2 separate regions of the Mus musculus genome follow, and region 2 is linked to region 1. Evidence: chromatin contacts called from public Hi-C data. All regions are on one chromosome and are shown on one strand. The core of a region is the stretch at or near the end of the contact, and the rest is flanking DNA. Distances in the headings are between cores, read along the strand shown.

Evidence for each region. Hi-C and Micro-C count contacts between places; a contact is called where the count stands out from the background.
Region 2: a contact with region 1 is called in a Hi-C map of liver, with 2.1 times the contacts expected there. The contact joins two enhancer-like sites. A contact is called at or near these places in 2 of 484 Hi-C or Micro-C datasets (both in liver), 3 of 115 datasets of contacts at active chromatin or transcription factors (embryonic stem cells and extraembryonic endoderm stem cells) and 2 of 9 other capture datasets (embryonic stem cells and macrophages).

The regions. Positions count from the first base shown.
Region 1 is chr16:92,403,940-92,410,466 of GRCm38.p6, reverse strand. The region is part of intron 1 of Rcan1 (regulator of calcineurin 1); the gene reads left to right. Among named protein-coding and RNA genes, the nearest start is that of Gm29805, 25 kb to the right of the region's middle. Within about 2 kb of position 2,501, at least 11 of the 459 cell types and tissues checked have an H3K27ac peak or open chromatin away from gene starts, as enhancers often do. A contact at or near this core is called in liver, where this site is marked.
Region 2 is chr16:93,589,036-93,595,562 of GRCm38.p6, reverse strand. It overlaps Setd4 (SET domain containing 4), which reads left to right. Exons shown (of 12, transcript NM_145482.3): 6 at 2,228-2,316; 7 at 4,260-4,689; 8 at 5,478-5,652. Among named protein-coding and RNA genes, the nearest start is that of Setd4, 12 kb to the left of the region's middle. Within about 2 kb of position 3,857, at least 27 of the 459 cell types and tissues checked have an H3K27ac peak or open chromatin away from gene starts, as enhancers often do. A contact at or near this core is called in liver, where this site is marked.

The DNA.
Region 1 (6,527 bases), core at 1,252-3,751:
TGCTTGCTAGCAACTGATGTCTGAGAAGAGTACTTACTTCTGCTGACTGGACAAGCATTTGGCTTAAACTGTTCTACCTCACAGAGAAGGGAAGTGCAGCTGAGAGCACTTCAGCCAGCACACGAGACTACTACCTCACAAGTACTGGACAGTCAGCCTGGGTCTGGGCCAGTCATGCCAGAGTCTAGCTGCAAATCTCATTGTGTACAACCTGGCAAGCTGCAGTTGACGAGGAACTGCTAGTGGGAAGGGCTAGAGCCTGGTCATATCCAGGCCTTGGCCACTCAGCATGCTAACCTCAGAACTACCCATCCAGACATGCACACCCTTAGTCCCAACACTGGAGAGGCAGAGGCAGGCAGATCTCTGTAAGTTTAAGGCCAGTCGGGCTATATAACGAGACCCTTCCAAAATAGAAGCGAGGTCGGGGTATAGAAGCGATGTCTCAGTTCTCGTGAGCACCAGCTACTCTATGGTTATGCCTTCCACACACAAAGCTCAGCAAAGCCTGCTCTTGAATTCACACGGGTGGAAAAGCAGTGCAGGCTGACCCTCCGTGCTTGCTTCCCATCTGATTAGCTGCAACTCTTGCCTCGTGAGCACGGCTGGGAAAGGCCCCCTTACTGTTGCTGCAGAAGGATGAACGTTCAGTGCTTAAAGAGAAAGCAGTGAGTGTTACTCCCGAGTTTCCATCTCTGCAGAGGCATCTTCCTGGATTTTGCTTGGCCCAGAGGCTGCACGGAGCCTCTGTTACATTCCAGATGCCGCACATCGCTTACATTCTAAGAGCAAGCATCCTGAAGCGTGTACATGGCTTTTTACCTTTCCAAGTGAGTGAAGTAGATGAGCTTTTCAGAAAAGCAGCTGGCTTCTTAGATTCTGCATGAAATATCAGCTTTTCAGATAGGAATGAGAAAAGCAAAGATGTATTTTTTTCCTATCCATTTGAAATCTAACCCTAGTCTCAAATCTTTTATCTACAGAACGTACTGTCGTTGCACTGGTTGACTGAGTTGGGTTCATCACCTAGTGGACTTAGCCTTTGTAGACCCCTGTCACCTCATCCCTGAACACCTATGCATCTCTTTAGAGTCTCACGTGTGCACATTCATGTGTACCTACATGCCTGTGGCAGTCAGAAGCCAGCCTTGGATACTCTTCTGTAGCCCCTTTTCCAAGGCAGGGATTTTTACCGCCCTGTTGCCCAGTGGGATAGGCCAGCCGGCCAGTGAGCACTAGCATCCATCTCTCCCCACCACCCAAGTGCTGAGATTACAAATGTGCATCACCACGCCCAGCTTGGTGTTTGTTGTTTGTTTGTTTTGTTTTTCTCTTCTCATCATGTGTTCTTGGGATTGAACTCTGATCCTCATGATTGCTAAGTGAGAACTGTACCAACCAACCGAGCTGTTTCCCAGTCCTTCCATATTCCCTTGTCACCCAGCCTTCAGTCCTGTCTTCCAAGCTGCAGTGCTAACCCCTGTATGTGGACAAAAATTGTGCCGTAGGCATTTGGAGCCCCTAGTAAACTATTGGGTCCTGTACTGCACCCTTGGTAATGGCTGAGTGTTTTCTGACTGATTTGGCTGGGAGCTACTGGAAGGAGTTACTATGCATGCATCCCCCCTACAGATCTCCACAGAGACTGTGACTGGGGCTCTGTGCCCTTCAGGGAATGCTTGCGAAGGAGTTGCAGTGTTCTAGGGTACATAGCTTGGTCTCCCCTTAACATTAGTGGAAGAAACCAATCATCATGTAGTGAGTGCTAAGAATCTCGGGTTCCTTTACACGGTGTGTGATGGAGCAAGCATGATCCCAGCATGCTGTGCTCCTTAGTTCTTATTGACAATTTGTCACAAGCTAGCGTCACCTGGGAAGAGGGAACCTCAACCGAAGCATTGTGTCAATCAGATTGGTCTGCGGGGCACCTCTGTGAAAGGCTGACTTGATTAATGATCAAAGTGGGAGTGCTCAGCCCACTGTGGGCGGCACCATCCCTATGGATGTGGGCCTTGGCTTCATAAGCAATCTAGCAGAGCAGGAGCCTACAAGCAAGACAGTAAGCAATGGCCTCCATGTTCTCCACTTCCATTTCTGCTTGAGAGCCTGCCTTGACTTCTCTCAGTGAAAGATTGTGACCTGAAATAAACCTTTCCTCCACAAGTTGCTTCTGGTCATGCCATTTATCACAGCAACAGAAAAGCAAGCTAGAACGTGCACCAGGTCTTTAACAAGTGATGGTCGGATGGAGACATTGATCATTTTCTTCCTTAGAGACTTGAAAGCATGACTGATGTAGGTCCTGGACTTTGGGCCCTGGGAGTTTTCCTCTGCAGCTGACTTCTTGCCTGGAATTTTCCCTTTAGCAATACATTCCTTTGGAGTTGAGACTTTGATCTCCAGAATTTGCTGATTAAATACAAATTCTCTTGGAAGGCCTTGTACATTAAACAGCTGTTATCATTAGTGCTGTAATGGGGAAAGTTTGTTGGGTAACATTCCAGACTTGTTAGAAGGGTGATTCCAAGGAAGGAGCCAGGCAGAGAGAGACAGAGGCAGAGACAGAGACAGAGACAGAGGCAGAGACAGAGACAGAGACAGAGATGATCCCAGTGCCTTAGAGAAGTGGAAACAGAGATGAGCAGGGAGAGATTCAAGAGCAGAGCCCACACAGTGGCCCCTCCAGCCCAGCGGGTGTTAGACCCTCACTGCTGGCCTCACACTGGTGTCTGCGGAATGTTCTGTGCTCTGAGGTCTGCCCACACTTACGCAGAGCCTGGTCCAGCCACCTACGGCACATCACCCGAGAGAATCAAGTGACCGTTCCCTGGCCCCGATTGTACTGCAGACACCTCAGCCAATACAGTTCATTAACTAAAGATGGTTCACAGAACAGGTTTTTGTTGTTGTTGCTGGTGTTGGTGGTTTGGTTTGGTTTGGTCTTTCTGTGTGTCTTTTTTGTCTTTAGTAAAATAAATAGTTCTAGTAAAATTTTGGTTTAAAAACGGGATTTTTAAAAAATCAGTAGCGAGCAGGGCATAGTGGCGCACGCCTTTAATCCCAGTACTTGGGAAGCAGAGGCAGGCGGATTTCTGAGTTCAAGGCCAGCCTGGTCTACAAAGTGAGTTCCAGGACAGCCAGGGCTACACAGAGAAACCTTGTCTCGAAAACAAACAAACAACCCCCCCCAAAAAAACAAAAACAAACAAACAAAAAATCAGTAGTTAAGCAGTCGTAGCACACGGCTTTAATCCCAGCACTTGGGAGTCAGAGGCCGGCAGGTCTCTGAGTTCAAAACCTGTCTGGTCTACAGAGAGAGTTCCAGGACAGCCAGAGCTACACAGAGAGACCCTGTCTTGAAAAAGAAAGACAGAAAGACAGAAAGAAAGGGAGAGAGGGAGGGAGGGAGGGAGGGAGGGAGGACAGAACAGAAGGAAGACTAGGGGAGAAGGAAGGGAAGGGAAGGGAATCGAAGGGAAGCCAAGAGAAGCGAAGGGAAGAGAAGCGAAGGGAAGGGAATCAATGACTGACAATACAGAATAAAACCACCAGGCATGGACTGGGCTAACAGCTCAGTCTGTAATGAACTTGTCTTGCAAGCATGAGGACCTGAGTTCAATCCCCAGAAGCCACACACAGCAAGCTGGGTATGGTGATGTATGCTGTGAGCCTAGGACTGGGTGGGGCAGAGCCCAGTGGATCCCTGGGACTCTGGCTAGCCAGCCAAACCTACTTACTGAATTTCAGGCCAATGAGAGTCCTTGTTTCATGACTACAAGGTGGTTAGGACCTGAGGCACTAACTACAGCTGGTATTATGTCTGTGGTCTATGCACACATACATGTGCACCCATGTGAACACACACAAGACCAAAATTATGGGGAATTTTAGCTAATAAACATAGTATAAAATTAATGGCCATAATACTGAATCAGTCTTCTAACCTTGAACTTTATGTAGCATATCTGTTAACCTTGATTACTAAAGTATAGCATCCAGTAAGGGAAGGGAAGAAACAAAAGCTTTGTTGTTATTCAAAACTTAGTTAATATGCACTGTGGAAATTTTGTAAATCTAATAAGCCAAGAAAGAAAACAGCCGTCTTCCTTATTATTTGTTTACTGTATTCTTTTCTTTACCAAACTGTCACAACTATTAATAATTATCACTAACAATGATTTGACAGTAAACCTTAGCATCGTTTAATATTAAACATTTTCACTCCTTCTTAAGTAGCTTTATTCTCTATTGAATGGATTTAGCATCTTTACTTTTTCTTTCCCTAAATGCATTTTAACATCTTCTCATTTTTATTGTCTGGTCATTAGTTAGATGTTCGTTTGCCCAAAGGGGCAAGTGTTCGTCTTCACCCACTGCCATGAGTTTTGTTCCTAGGAGGGAGCTGTTGGGTCAGCGTGAGGGTTTTAATGGGCACTAATGAGAGCTCAGACTCGCTTTATCCACCTCCCTTCAAGACACTTACTTAGGGAGACGAGCTAATGGCTCGTGGGTGCCAGCGGCTTTCTTGTGGTTTAAACAATGCCGTAGTTGTCAGAATTTTCAGATGATTTAAAAAAACAAAAACAAAAAACAAAAAACTTCCCAACTCTTTGAACTCCTGTCTTGTTTGGTAGGCCGGTACTCTCGATGTCCCTTCAGGAATGAAGATTTGTCCCTGGCTGCCTTCAGTCATCACCCTCCTTAGAAATCACTTGAGCTGAGGGCAGCCACGGTAGCCACTGTGTGGCCTGACAACACGGAGCAACAAGGGCCGTCATGCCTGCTCCAGTGAGAGGCGTCCACGAGGACCAGGACCACAGGCTAGCTCTCCATCTGCGTGGTCCTGGCCCCTCCTCTTACCCACAAGCCTCCTCACACAAGAACTTCTTTTGTAGGGAAATCAGGCATCCAGGCAGCTGACTGGATAGTGGGTTGGTTGAGCTGACGAAGTTGATCGCTGTAGGTATGAAATACTTCCCTCCCATGGTTGCTAAGGGGCTGCTGGGTCTCCATAACCATTTCTCAGAAGAACCCGGGTGGCTCACCCTAGAGGATGTTATTTAAAAACATAAAGCCAGGTTGAATGGGCTTCACAGTTACTTTCAACCTAAGATGATTTACTAAATATGTCCTACATCTTTACAGAAACAAACAGTTTAAAGTGTTATCTTCTCAAGATGACCTTAAAAAAACCAAACTTTAAAAATCCTGGGACCTGGGAACTTGGCTCAGCAATTAAGAGCACTTACTGCTCTTAGCAAGGACGCAGGCAGGTTCAGTTCCCAGCACTCACATGGTGACTTAGAACCATCAGTAACTCCAGCTCCAGGGGACTTGATGCCTTTCTCTGGCCTCCGTGGACACTGGCACATATCCACATACATGTGGACACGGGGTACATGTGTGGTGCACTGTCTTTATATGTGCAGATAAAACATTCATCCAAGTAAAATGAATCTTTAAAAAAAATACAAGCCTCCTCCTGTGAACCACTTTCAGCCTTCTCTCTCTCTCTCTCTCTCTCTCTCTCTCTCTCTCTCTCTCTCTCTCTCTCTCTCTCTCTCTCTCTCTCCAGGGTTTCTCTGTGCAGTCCTGGCTGTCCTGGAACTCACTTTGTAGACCAGGCTGGCCTCGAACTCAGAAATCCGCCTGCCTCTGCCTCCCAAGTGCTGGGATTAAAGGTGTGCGCCACCACGCAGCCCCTCTCTCTTGAGACAAGGCCTCACTGTGTAGCTCTGATTGGCCTGGAACTTGGTTTGTTGAACAGTATGGCCTTAAACTCATAAAGATCCCCCTGCCTCTGCCTCTCAAGTACTGGGATTAAAGAGTTAAAGACCCCCAGCAGCACCCTGGCTGTACTCTGTCTTCTAATAACAGGACTTCCTGCTTCCATTCATTGCAAGCTAATTCTGTGGAGACCTATAAATGTAGGGTCCTGATTTTCAGCCACTGTCTCCTCCATTGTGGAACCCCCGAGAGAAAGAACGTGAAGGACAGCACAGGGTTGGGTGTTATTTGGGCACAGTTTACAGAGCACAGTCCATTTTCTCAGAAAAAGAATGGTGACTTGGCTTGTGTCTGCAGGGACTTGTGGTAGCTTGTGCTGCAAGGACTTATGGGAGCTTTACTGCAGGGACTTATGGGAGCTTTGCTGCAGGGACTTGTGGGAGCTTTGCTGCAGGGACTTGTGGGAGCTTGTGCTGCAGGGACTTGTGGGAGCTTTGCTGGAGGGATTTGCTTGTATCCTAATGGATTAGGAAGCAGAGTTGGTCCTGAAGGAGAGGTGGACTTAACCCTCAAAGGCCCTCCCACTAGCCTATGTTCCTCAGCTAGGTCGCACCTCCTAATGGCTCCTTAGCCTTCCAGAACAGTGCCACATGAGCCTGTGTTTAAACATTTCTCTTTCAAATGGCAACATAATTTCTTACTGGGGATTGCTATTGGAACCAATAGTGGTTTCTGTACAATTGAGTGGTGTCTCGGACATCCCCATCCCCTTGACTGTCTTATAATTCCCTGGAGCTTAC
Region 2 (6,527 bases), core at 2,608-5,107, 1.2 Mb before region 1:
CAGTACCAGTGAGCGGTGCCATGCTAGTGTGTGGTATTTCTACTTTTTATTAGGTGAATCATCTTTAAAGTAAACTATTAGTATGTGGTTTTGGGATGTGCCACTGCATATGTGCAGATCAGAGGGCAACTGGGTGTTGTTGGTTCTCTTCTTCCACGCTCATGTGAGTTCTGGGCACTCCAGGTTTGTAAGGCAAGCTCTCTACCCCTGAGTGTTTCTGTTTTTCATGACTATCATAACTGACTTTGCTCCAAAGCAGTGCATGGGAGGTGAACTACAGCTGTCCCGCATACAGCATGTGTGCCGATGTGCTTAGAGCGTGAAATGGACATTGACCATGGCTTGGCTCTTTCCTCTCCTTTTTTTTTTTTTTTTGCGGTATGTGGAGAGATGTAGGTAGGTCTTTAATGTATAGTTTGATGTATATTATACTTATAGATACTATAATGAGCCTGCTCAAGTCTTTTCTCTGTTGTGCTAGAAGTCAAAAGCAGCTTGAGGAGGCGTGAGTTATTGTCCATCACGTAGGGAAGTCAGGGCAGCAGCGATTGGCTGGAACCTGACGGCAGGAACTGAATCAGAGACCATGGAAGAATGCTGTTCCCTAGGGTCTTGGTTTTCATGACTTGCTCAGCCTGCTTTATGGTACAATCCGTCCAGGGTGGCATCACCCACAGTAGGATGTGTCCCACCCATATGCCCACAAGTCAGTCAGATGGAGGCAGTCTCTCAATTCGGACCTCACTGAGGTAGACTGTCATTTGGAATGACACTTGAAAAGGTGGATTATTTTCACAATGCAGCTCTGACGTGTAGAGCTAATGCGCTGCGGGACTTTACCCATCCTGCTGAGTTCTCACTTCTCCTTCAGGTATCACTGGTATAGATCATAATGCCGTAAAGTGGGGGCGCAACGTCAGAGAAAGTCTGCAGGCAGCCACGTGCTGCAGGGTTGAGGAGGAGGCTGAAGCCAGACAGAATACTGAGACCATCCTCGTTAATATTATTTATAAGACATTTAAGCACATTTTCAATACTTTTCTTTACCTTCTAAGGAAGTCTTGCAAGACTCTTCCGACTCCTCAGACCTGTTTGAGGTGTGTTGTGTAGTGAGGAAAGGAGAACATGGACAGATCCCGGGAGTTTGTATGTCTGTTACTTAGTTGTCTTTTTCTGTTGGCTTCCACTTCTTTTTTTTTTTTTTTGGTTTTTGGTTTTTGGTTTTTTCGAGACAGGGTTTCTCTGTGTAGCCCTGGCTGTCCTGGAACTCACTCTGTAGACCAGGTTGGCCTCGAACTCAGAAATCCACCTGCCTCTGCCTCCCAAGTGCTGGGATTAAAGGCGTGCACCACCACACTCAGCCTGGCTTCCACTTCTATATGTGTTGTGAATATATATACTGTATCTTTTGGTGGTTTGAATTCTTTTTCTTTTTTAAAGTATTTTTTGTTGGCTGATTTAGTTGTATAGATTTGAACCTGATTCAAAGAGATTCTGAGTTTTGTTGAATGCAATGAAAATATGTGATATAATAAAAATTATGAGACTTAGAAAAACAAGTTAAATGCTGTCTCACTCCGAAAGAGAAGAACCAAGGCATAAGACACATCATGCTCAATCAAAGCCTAAGTCCTGCATTGTACCTCTTGATTCTGGAGCTCGCTGTCTGGCATCTGGAGCTCACTCGCGATCTCCTGGGCTCTGCCATCCATGAACACCCACAGCTTGTCTTGTAGGCTGAGGCCAGCTCCACTCCACTCCTGCTGCGGTCCCTCGTGGTCACCTCATGGTCCTGGCATCCCCAGGATACTGGGATCTCCTCTGCAGCTGAGGCTGTACCTTCACCAGTGTCCTCTCCTGGCCTCTGACAGTGCCAAACTTGTTTCTTCCCATGGCCCTTCAGCCCTGGCATTTCCATTGCAACAGAGGCTGCACCGTCACCAGCGGCCTCTCTTGGGTCTCAGTGCCAAGCCTTAGCTGTTGCTTCAGACACTTACGTAAACGTTGTTTACCCTGTTGATGTGCAGCCTTGGCTCCCCCACTGGGCCCCAGCCTCCGTGTGCTGACCCTGAGGAAGTGCCCCCAGAAGATCTGATCTCCACGATGCTGGTCTTTGGTTAATCAGAGCTAATCTTGAAGCCCATGCTCATCCTCACTGCTTGTCCTGGTAAAGCTGAGGTTTTACTTCCGCAGTGTTCTTCCTAAACTCTGCTTTCTCTTTGGCAAGGAGGGCCAGGTGATGATCTCACTGCCTGAGAGCTGTCTGCTCACCACGGACACTGTGATTCGAAGCTCCCTAGGGCCCTACATTAAGAAGTAAGTGACCACACCTCACACCTGGTGTCTGCCAGTGCTGCTCACAGCCCACGTCGGCAGCACAGGGCGTGAGGACCCAGCTCTCGGCTAGCCGAGAAATACTTAGTACGATTGAAGGTTTATTCTCTTCCAGGGTTGTTCTTGGTTCAGTGTGAACTGTGTTTCCAAGGTTTTCCAGGCTGCCTAGGATGTGGTGCTCACCCTGTCCCCTATTTACTAGAAAGTGAGCATGGGATGGGATGGTGTACGTGACAATGGTGTGGCTGTTTCCTTCTACCCTAGAAAGCTTGGCAGATGCTAGGCCACTGTCCCAGGTTCACCCTGTTGTACCAGCTTGGCTTCTTCACCTTTGAACAGATTTGACCTTAGGGCAGAGCTTTAGTTAGGAATGGGGGAGGGTAGGTGCTGTAGGTTGAGAGCCACGTCCTGGGCATGTGGTGGTGAGCCTTGCTTTCAGAGCATCCCTGAAGTCAGAGGAGGGAGAGCCTCAGCAGAAATTATTTCTACGTTGGGTTCAAAGATGGTGCTGACCCTTAACCCAAGTGGATACCCCTCCACCTGCTCTCTATGAACCCCGTTACCGCCAGCTCTCTATAGGCCCCTCCCCCGGCTCTCTATGAACCCCATTACCCCTCAGCTCTCTATAGGCTCCTCCCCTGGCTCTCTATGAACCCCATTACCCCCCCTCTCTATAGGCCCCTCCCCCGGCTCTCTATGAACCCCATTACCCCCCCTCTATAGGCTCCTCCCCCGGCTCTCTATGAACCCCATTACCCCCCCCCTCTATAGGCCCCTCCCCCGGCTCTCTATGAACCCCATTACCCCCCCTCTCGATAGGCCCCTCCCCCGGCTCTCTATGAACCCCATTACCCCCCTCTCTATAGGCTCCTCCCCCGGCTCTCTATGAACCCCATTACCCCCCCTCTCTATAGGCCCCTCCCCCGGCTCTCTATGAACCCTGTACCCCTGGCTCTCTATGTGCCTGTGCAAAGTGAAGATGCTCTCTGGCCCTTATTCTCTGAGTCACTCAGATCGCAGTACAGTGTGTGGTAACATGGGAATTTGGGCTTCGAAGAATAACGGTAATGTTTCTGAGTCTGTTTGTGCCTTAGGGACTGAATTATGAGTAATTATTCAGCAGCTACATGATTTGTATTAGAACCTGGGAGTTTCGGATTCCACAGTTCTGTCTTGGTGGTGCCGTCCAGTAGAACCCCCAGCAAAGGTGTGGCTGCTTTGTTCTGCACTGTCCAGGAGCCACAGATGCCTGTGCAGTGACTGGAATGGGAATGTGCCTTGTGTTACTAAACAATGATTCCTTTTGGTTTGGTTTTTTTTTTTTTTTTTTTTTTTTTGGTTTTTCGAGACAGGGTTTCTCTGTGTAGCCCTGGCTGTGCTGAAACTCACACTGTACACCAGGCTGTCCTCGAACTCAGAAATCCGCCCGCCTCTGCCTCCCGAGTGCTGGGATTAAGGGCGTGCGCCACCACACCCGGCAAAGAATGAGTAGTAGTTTAAATTGAAATAGTTACTTGAGCCAGCATTCACTGTGTTGGCTGGCGTGGCTCTGTCCTTCTACCCTCTGTACCCTGTGTTATTTACCCTGTGTTATTTACCCTGTGTTATTTACCCTGTGTTATTTACCCTGTGTTATTTACCCTGTGTTATTTACCCTGTGTTATTTACCCTGTGTTATTTACCTTTACACGGTAAAACTCAGAAGCCTTCAGCAGGAGAACCAGGCTGGAAACAAGGTGTTGGGTTTTTAAACGGGAGTGAATCTTACCTGCTAGTCACGGAAGTGGCGGCTCGGGAGAGGCACGGCCCTAGGAAAGATGCCTGTGTCTTGGAGAGTTGACAGTTTGAACACAGCCCCTCTGAGGCAGACGACATTGTGAGAGTCCACACTTTAACTCTTCCCATCTGTCTCCTCATTTCACCAGGTGGAAGCCTCCTGTGTCTCCTCTGCTGGCCTTGTGTACTTTCTTAGTCTCAGAAAAGCATGCCGGCTGTCGGTCCCTCTGGAAGTCTTACCTGGACATCTTACCCAAGTCATACACCTGCCCGGTGTGTTTGGAGCCGGAAGTGGTAGATCTTCTTCCCAGCCCTTTAAAGGCGAAGGCGGAAGAGCAGAGAGCCCGAGTGCAGGACCTGTTTACCTCCGCTAGAGGCTTCTTCTCTACCCTGCAGCCTCTGTTTGCAGAGCCTGTGGACAGCGTTTTCAGCTACCGAGCCTTCCTGTGGGCCTGGTGCACGGTGAACACCAGGGCTGTGTACCTGAGGTCCAGGAGGCAGGAGTGCCTTTCCGCAGAGCCGGACACGTGTGCGCTTGCTCCGTTCCTGGACCTGCTGAATCACAGCCCACATGTGCAGGTGAGAGGGCGGCATGGAGACAGGTCCTGCCGTTACAGAAGCCTGCCATGTAGGGACAAGGGTTCTGAGTCAAGGATGGAATGGTAGTGGAGGTGTAGCCTGCTTCAGGTGGATGTGCCGGGCCACCGCCTTCATGCTGCCCTGTCGTCATTCTAGCAAATGTCTGCTGAGCTTCTGCACTGCGCTGCCCTCCAGGCCTGCGGGCCCTGTGCTGAGCCAGGCCTTTCCCCGATCCAGGCAGTGACACTGGGCACACAGAGCATGTGAGGCTGGACACAGGGACTCAGTCATTCCCCAGCAGCCTCACTTGGATTTTATTGCTGTTTGTGGACATTTGTGGACCTTGGTGATTCTATAGATGACCATAGAAAGCCCCAGCCATAGTTGGTGGGAGCCTGAGGGTCCTGAGCTACAAAAGACCTTTCTTACCTTAAAGAACTATTAACAAATAACAGCCAGTGATCAAGACCACAGTTGGTGGAGCCTTTGCAACTGCTAACAACAGTCTTAGTACTGCCATAGTTTCTTCTCTTAGGCTGTTTGTGACAGATCAACTCCCAACAGATGTCACGCTTGGTCATTTTCAGAGTCCATGACTGGAGTTCCTCCCTCACCTGGGTAAGGGCGAGATGGAGGAGGGAACAGGCTGAAGTGCAGGAGTCGGATTCTCTGTCCGTGGGAGTCTCCCTGCTGAGCGTGTCACACTGCCTCGTACTGAAATTACCATGGTGGCTTGATGAGCCTTTAGGCCTGCGCTAACAAGAGGACTCTCATACCTTCTCCTGTAGGTAAAAGCGGCGTTTAACGAGAAAACCAGGTGCTATGAGATTAGAACAGCCTCGCGCTGTAGGAAGCACCAGGAGGTGTTCATCTGCTACGGCCCCCATGATAACCAGAGGCTGCTCCTGGAGTATGGCTTTGTCTCCGTCCGCAATCCTCACGCCTGCGTTCCTGTCTCGGCAGGTTGGACTGGCTGATAGTGGTTATTTCCCGTTCTAATGGAAAGAGCTGTCCTAGGCAACATTCAGTTTCTCAGGCAGAGCCTGCCTGCGCTTCCTGAGTGGAATTTCTTTGTTGAAGTAAAATCAGCACAACTGATTGATACTGATTGATCGGTTCATCCGGGTCATGAACCAGGACGGTGGAGTGGGAAGAGAGCTGCTTAGCGGATGAGTGTGAGTGTCACGGCTGGGAGGAAGCAGGCATCTTTGTTCTGAGGCGTCATTGTTGCTGCAGAGGGAGTAAGCCTGTCGTGAGTGGAAACTTACTCAGCACTCAGGTAGAAGAAGCAGCTAAGCCCTGAGCAAGCCGCCAGAGGCTTCAGTGCCCGGCTTATGTTCATCTGTGTAGGCTGGGACGAGTATAGTATAGTAACTCTCAGGAGACACTGTCTGCCTTCGTAAGGCAGAATATCAAGTATGCTTCCTAGAGACACAAGAGCCAGAGCTGGGGCAGCGAGATGGGACGGGCCAGTGGGTGGAGGAGGGGCTTGCCGTAAAGCTTGGTGACCCGAGTTCAGGCCTCAGGACGTCCAGGGTGGAAGGAGAGAACTGGCTCCGGTAATTTGCCCTCTGCCCTTCCGTATGTATGTGGTACACTGACAACACATGATAAATGCATGCAGGGATTTCTCTGTAAAGAAAAGTGTGAGTGGGGACTTGTCCAGTGAGTTAGGAAGCCGGCTGGCTTTGAGATTGGCCTGTTCTGAGTCCTTGTAGTTGTCTTGTGGTGGCTCTGACTGTAAGCAGTTCATGTGTGTCTTAGTCAGGGTTTCTATTCCTGCACAAAACGTCATGACCAAGAAAAGAAGCAAGTTGGGGAGGAAAGGGTTTATTCAG